2 separate regions of the Mus musculus genome follow, and region 2 is linked to region 1. Evidence: chromatin contacts called from public promoter capture Hi-C data. All regions are on one chromosome and are shown on one strand. Each heading gives the region's core, a stretch centred on a gene start, on an enhancer-like site or on the middle of the called end of the contact. The rest is flanking DNA. Distances are from core to core; before and after follow the strand shown.

What was found. Promoter capture Hi-C pulls out the DNA fragments that hold promoters and counts their contacts.
Region 2: a contact with region 1 is called in a promoter capture Hi-C map of liver. The contact joins the promoter of Galnt15 here to the enhancer-like site in region 1. A contact is called at or near these places in 4 of 39 promoter capture datasets (the HPC-7 cell line, embryonic stem cells, liver and 1 more), 1 of 15 datasets of contacts at CTCF or cohesin (the NIH/3T3 cell line), 6 of 484 Hi-C or Micro-C datasets (cardiomyocytes, cerebral cortex, embryonic fibroblasts and 2 more), 6 of 115 datasets of contacts at active chromatin or transcription factors (embryonic fibroblasts, embryonic midbrain, embryonic stem cells and 3 more) and 4 of 9 other capture datasets (adipose tissue, liver, macrophages and 1 more).

Annotation. Positions count from the first base shown.
Region 1 is chr14:31,992,319-31,995,760 of GRCm38.p6, forward strand. No RefSeq gene overlaps it. Among named protein-coding and RNA genes, the nearest start is that of Galnt15, 35 kb to the right of the region's middle. Within about 2 kb of position 1,688, at least 30 of the 459 cell types and tissues checked have an H3K27ac peak or open chromatin away from gene starts, as enhancers often do. A contact at or near this core is called in extraembryonic endoderm stem cells, liver and muscle stem cells, where this site is marked.
Region 2 is chr14:32,027,329-32,030,770 of GRCm38.p6, forward strand. Galnt15 (polypeptide N-acetylgalactosaminyltransferase 15) reads left to right here and starts at 1,775. Exons shown (of 10, transcript NM_030166.3): 1 at 1,775-2,703. The coding sequence starts at 2,165.

The sequences.
Region 1 (3,442 bases), core at 438-2,937:
ACACACACACACACACATAGACAGAGACTACTTCCATGTTCTTTATGTAGGCTGCCACCAGAAGTCTGACCCAGATTGAAGGTAGAAGATTAAAGATCTGGGTTAAAAGTAGGTCATCCCACTCTAAACAACATAAGAAAAGTCTCAGGTAGTCCACATGTAGTCAAGTTGACAACCAAGAGTAGCCATCCCACAGATGTTTTGTTTCTCACACATTCTCTTCAAGATAAAAGTCTCCCAAGTCTTCGATCACTCTGTTTATGACCTTGGAGGTCTTCATCATTTTCTAGACTTTGAACGTATATTTTTTTTCTCCCTCTCTCCCAGAGTTGATGACCAACTGGTCACTGTATTGTGTGATAGGTGGCTGGGATGAAATGCCCTGACATAAAGAAACCAAGGGCAGAAGGTGTCTTTTGGTCTACACTTTTAGGCTGCAGTCTGTAACGATCAGGAAATATAGGGAGGAACTTGGAACAGCTTGCCTCATGCATGCTTGCTTGGGCTCAATTCATTTTCTCCACTTTTTACAATTTATGACTGTTAAATATTAAAACTTGACAATAGCTCTGCCATATTGTCATCTTGTAGCTTCATTTTGTAACTCGTGACCTTAACTTGACTTACTGTTCCTTGCCCTGACAAAAACAACTTGTAATTTGTCACCAAGCCTCAGAGCCTGGTGGACTCTGGAGATCCCCTGAAAGGTCCAAAAACCTAGGGAATAAAAAGTTTTCAATTCCCAGGCAAGCAAGCTAGGCCCCCCAGTATGAGGCACTGACAATGGGCATTTAGTCATTGCTGACCCTGACTTAGGGAGGACAGGTCTGGATCTGAGTCAGCTCCTGGGACATCTAGTTGGAGGAGATAACAAGGCCAGAACAGAGTTGGTTTCTAAAATTCTTCAAGGTCTCACCAAATATAATGAAACTAACTTAGCAACCAATCAGAATTGTACTAATGTCACCGCTTTGCCCCCTATCAATTATATTAGAGGCTACCTAACCCTTCTAGAAAATTCCCCTAGCCCTGTCTAAAAAGGAGCCTGCAATCCCCTAAGGGGTTGCCATTTTGATGAATGGTTGACCCCTTCATACTGCTAATATCTGTAGAATAAATGTTCTTTACCTGTGCATACTATTTGAGTCTGGGATCTTCCTTCAGTAATTCTTGGGCCCTAAAACCCCTAGCTTCCTTGCCTCTAGACCCAGACTATCAGCTTAAGCGTCAGACAGTGCTGCTTGGTCTAGACAGCCTATATGTTGTAAATGTCACAAATGCACTTGTTCAGCTGTTTTTCCCATATAAAAACTGGTTCTGAGGATTGTGTGTGGTCGCAGTTTTAGATCCTGACTTCTGACTGCATGTCTGATTAATCAGTCTTGGAGTGTGCGTTCAACACACCATCCCCACCTGACTGAGATTGGTGACTGAGTGGTTTGTGTGTCTATTCCTGGCCCCCTGAGACCCCTGCCTAGATTCTGCCAAAGTGGGCTGGATCTTCCCACATCAATTAACTTTATTAAGGTAATCCCCCACCCCCATAGACATGTTGTTGTCTGACATAACTTTTCCTTCAGAGATGCAACACACAAGCCTATCCACCCACAACAGACCTAAGTATGAGTACCACCAAAGTCCTGCTTAGTGATTCATATTGGGGTTCCTTACAGGAGCAGAAATGATTCAAAGACAGCTGCATAACCAAAGCCCACCCCAGATTCCCACAAAGCAGGGAGGCTGGGATATGCTGCGCAGCCTGAAGGCAGTTAAATTGGAGCGTGTCCTTCTAGGTCTCCCAGTTCGTCTAAAGCTCTTCCAGGCAGCTGCTCTGATCTTTGAGCCATCTTCCGAGTTTGGCTTGTCTCAGCTCTCAGTTCTGACTGCTGATTCAGACAGAGAGGGATTATTGGATCTGGTCAGTTTCAGACTTCCCGAAGCTATTTTGAGTTGTTTACCTTCCTGATTAAGGAAGCTTCCCTGTGGGATGGAATGTTTCAATCTCGGATGAAACTGTTACACAACACACAGCCTCAAACCAACCCAAGGTAGACAATCCTGGATTGTGACTCTTTTCCAAGGTCGGTATAGGCTGTGTCCGATGGGCAAAGCTAACCCATCACAGAGTGTTAAACAGGATTCTCTCTGCTATTTAAGCCAGCTAGCATCAAACTTGCTTAACTGTAAAGTTTTTCAGCTTTGTCACTAATGTAGCTCATATGATCTTCTATCCATGAAATTCTCTGTAAAGGTTTTCAAACTGTTTTTTACTACCTGCTGTGTTTTGAATGTGTCTCCCCAAAGGGCACGACGGGAACATAGTCCCCAATGCAACAGGGTTAGGAGTTGGGATCTTTGAGGGCTTCCTTCATGAATGGATCTATGCTGGTTGCAAAGGGTTTGGCCTCTGAGCTCAGTTCAATCTCCTGCACTCAATGCCCTGCTTTGGAAGAGCAGAGTAAACAATCCTGATCTCTTTCTCTCCCTCCCTCCCTCCCTCCCTCCCTCCCTCCCTCCCTCCCTCCTCTGCCTTCCCTTGCATCTTTATCTTTCCTCTACGTCTTTCTTTCTTCCTTGAGCCAGGGTTTCTTTTCTCCAGAGTCTAGTCTGAGGAGACCTTTCTCCTTCCCTTAACAGAAGGAGCCTGCATGATCTAAGTCTGGCTAATGAAATGGTCCCACTCTGTACTTTAAATCAAAACAGATTCATAAAAAGACGAAAGATAAGCTGATATTTAGAGAATCCCCGTCCCACCAGGCTGTTTTCAGGAGAATGTTTCCTGCCATTTTAGCTTCCTGGGTTTTTTTACATGGGTTCTGTGGCTCAAACTTATGTCCTTATGCTTGCAAAGCTAGCAATGTACCAACCAAAGTATCTCTCCAGCTCTATCTATCTATCTATCTATCATCTTTCAATCTATCATCTATTGATCATCATCATCTGTCTTAGTCAGGGTTTCTATTCCTGCACAAACATCATGATCAAGAAACAAGTTGGGGAGGAAAGGGTTTATTCAGCTTACATTTCCACATTGCTGTTCATCACTGAAAGAAGTCAGGACTGGAACTCAAGCAGGTCAGGAAGCAGGAGCTGATGCAGAGGCCATGGAGGGATGTTCCTTACTGGCTTGCTTCACCTGGCTTGCTCAGCCTGCTCTCTTATAGAACCCAAGACTACCAGCCCAGAGATGGCACCACCCACAAGGGGACCTCCCCTCTTGATCACTAATTGAGAAAATGCCTTACACCTGGATCTCGTGGATGCATTTCCCCAACTGAAGCTCCTTTCTCTGTGATAACTCCAGCTGTGTCAAGTTGACACAAAACTAGCCAGTACATCATCTATCTACTAATTTTTAAAATAAAACCTCTTTTGCTGCTCAATCAAGATCTGACTTACAAGAGATAGCAAGCTCAGACTGGAGAGATGGCTCAGCGGTTAA
Region 2 (3,442 bases), core at 525-3,024, 35 kb after region 1:
TGTCATTGCTGATAGATCTGCCTCCTTCACTCTACTCTCTACTCTGCTTTAGCTCCACAGCGCTTCAACTCCCATGATGCTCTACCTCCTATAGTGCTCCCTCCACGCCTCATTACAAACTGAAACACTCCCCAGGGAGGGAGGGAAAGGCTCCGGAGGTGAGCAGAGGATTACATGTCTGGGAAGTGGAAACCGGAAGATTCTCAGAGACCTCTCCCCTGCTTTATAGAGGTCTCCTCTGAGAAGGAGACTGAGCAGCGGAGCTGCAGAGATTCATTGGACCCTTCGGCTGCCTGCAGGTTGTGCAGAGCTCGGGGTCACAGCTTTCATGAGCTATCACCCATGGTGGGCCGCTTTGCAATGATGCAGCTGCTTTTCTGCACCACCCCTCTTCCTGTAACCCCTGACCCATACTCCTGTTAGTAACCCCAATTAAAACTCATGACCCACCAAACGACTTTGGTGCAGTCATTACTTTGGTCTGCTGTGGGATTCTTTTCTGGGGACGTGTGTCCGTCACACAACCATGTTCCATCTCCGTTTTCCTTCACTCCCATTGCTCCATGCTCCCTCCCATTGCGCTGCCTCTGACTGCTCTTCACCTCCCGTCATGCCCGCTGCCCTGTGCCATCTCTCATTGTGCCCCATTTCCCATTATGCTCCATCTCCCAGCATGCCTTACTTCTCAGTAATCCACCGCCCACCATGCTCTGCCTCCTGTCATGTCTCCTTTTGCCTCTGCTCCAACCATGCCCTCCTTATCTCCCTTCCTTTGTGCTTCCTCACCTATAGTGGCTCCATCACAGTGCGATTGGCCTGCTATGCTCTGGCCCGCTGTTCCCTATACCAGACCCACTCCTTTCAGAGCCTCGCCTTTGTTACTCCTTCTGTGACTCTCCCCATTACACAGATGCTGGTTCTTCTAGGAAACACACAGTGCCACTTCAGATTGATTTTTAACCTCCAGCCCATATTCCCCAGCTCCCATCTCTGCCTCGTCCCCGCCCCCCGCCCCCTGCCCCTCCCCCTTGGCCCTTGACATAGTCTGACCTCCAGACACTAACAGACCATCTCTCCATCTCCCTCACTGTCATGTAAGCACCCGGAGGTCCCAGTTTGACTTCATTCTCTGTTATACTCCTGGCCCAGGGAACAGTTGGGGGCATATGGCCGGCAGCTGCTCATTATGTGTGTACAAGCTAAATGGAGTTTGAAGACTGAAAGAGCTTGAAGTATGCCTGTCCTCCATCAGCCTCCAGGTGCTTCTGAGGAAGCCAGGTAGCCAGACTTACAAGGGCTCCCTCTGCTCCTCACTTTTAGAAAGGAAAGGCTAGTGGGGCCCCAGGAAGGAGCCAGGCAGATTGCCTTGGGAGATTGAAGGTGCTGACAGGCAGCTGGCTCCTGGCATCTGCGTCACCTTGGCAGCCTGTCCAAACCAGAAGGGAATTCTCCTTCCTGCTCTTCTGGGTGGGGAGAGGATGCCTCCCTATGAATGGTGCTCAAGTCTGAACTCCTGGGAGGTTGCTGTTTTGGATCGGCTCTTGGGGTGACGCTGTGTGGCTGTGCAAAGCCTGGGAACACGGGGGCATTAGGACCAGGAGCGAGACGCACACTTGGCTCCCTGTCCTATCTGGCAGAGGGTTCCTGCAGAGCTGGAGGTATGTGTGAAAGGAAACCCCGACCGTGCCTGCCGGCTTTACATCTGTTGCTCTGACCTGACTCAAGGCATCCCAAGGAGGATGTCTGTCATCTTGGCTTGACTGAATCCCCCAGCAACTCGCCCCAGACAGCTTGTAGAACCTGACCACTCATGCAGAGGGGGAAAGAACATGGGCTAATCACCAGAGCAGGATGGACAAGAGCAGGGTGAGAGAGGAGCCAACAACCGGAGACCCTTCTCAGAAGACAGCTAACACTCAGAGAGGACCCAGGAGCCCAGGCTCTGGTGGCTTTCTGATTCTAGAGGGCAGTGGGTCTTATAAATGCTACGTTAGCATATAGACGTTAGCAAACGTCTGGTGGGATAAGAGGTGCAGGTGGATGGCAAAAAGCCTTTTAGCTGGAATGAACAGCCCAGGTTCAGTTTCGAGCTTGAAGGTACCTGGATAGCAAGGAGGAAGCAAACTTGATCAGGACCTGTTGCTTCGTGGCGAGTGGCTGCGACATGCTCCCGAGGAAGCGACCCAGGAGTGGACGTTCCAGGCTTCAGTTCCTCCTACTCTTCCTGACTCTGGGATGTGTCCTGATGATGGTGATCCTGCTGCATCCTCCCCCGCCCACCCTGCACCAGGCTGTCACAGCTCAGGCCAGCAAACACAGCCCTGACACGGGGTACCGCCTGGACTTTGGAGACTCTCAGGAGTGGGTCCTGGAGGCTGAGACTGAAGGTGATGAGTACAGTCTCTTGGATGGCCTGCCATCCTTCATCTCCCTGCAGGAGGATCAACTGCTGGTGGCCGTGGCCTCACCCAGAGCTAGGAGGAGTCAGAGCCAGGGCAGGAGACAGGGCAGCTACCAGTTCATCAAACACAGGAGCAGGAGATGGGATGAGGAAGCCCTGGAAAAGGACTGGAGGACCGAAGAGGATGGGGAGGAATCAGAAGAGGTGCTGACCCCACTTGGCCCGGACTCAGATGGCCTCAACAAGCCACTCAGTGCCCGCCTGCCCCTGAGGAGAGTCCTGCCCGAGGTGCGACACCCACTGTAAGTAAGGGCCCTGCCATCTCTTCTCCAGTCTAAGCGTGTGACTCAGTGGTAGTAAAGTCCCAGGTGCCAACTCTGCAGTCTGCCTCTCCCATCCTTAGGACAGTGCTCCCTTAGGACAGTGCTCCTTAAGATGTGGGCCCTGGGGCCAGATATCAGCCTGGCTGATGAAGTGCCTGAATTGGAGATCCTCAAATCCTGTCTCAGACCTGCTCAGTCAGAAGCCCCAGAGTCACTGATGAGCTACTAACAAGTCCCGAGGGAGGGACGATCTCATTCGTTCATTCTCTTCCCAGGCCTGCCTTTAGTCCCCCTAGGTCACACAGTGAGATGGGAGCAGAAGCTTCGAGGAACCTTCCATCTCTCTCTCATGCTGACTCCAGGGCAGTCTTCACGTTGGGTTACTATTAGTGTTTACCTTTATCTGGGGTCAAAGAAGCAGATGCAAGAATTGCAAGAAATGTCTACGTACTTCTTGCCCTGTGCCTGGTTTTAATCTAAGAGCTTTCCCTGTGAGACCCATAAGGCCCTAGAAAAGTCCACTTGCACTGTACGAATGTTAGCCTCACGCCTGGTTTGTACAGTTGAAAGTAAGGCACAGAGAGGCCCTGCAGCTTGCTCACTGCAGCTAGTAAGTGTCAAAGGAGAAATTTGAATTGTGGCATTTAAGTGCCAGGGGAGCCTGTAGCGTCACTTTCTGCTCCTCTCCTTGGTCCCTACAAGAAAGGAACAGTTCCAA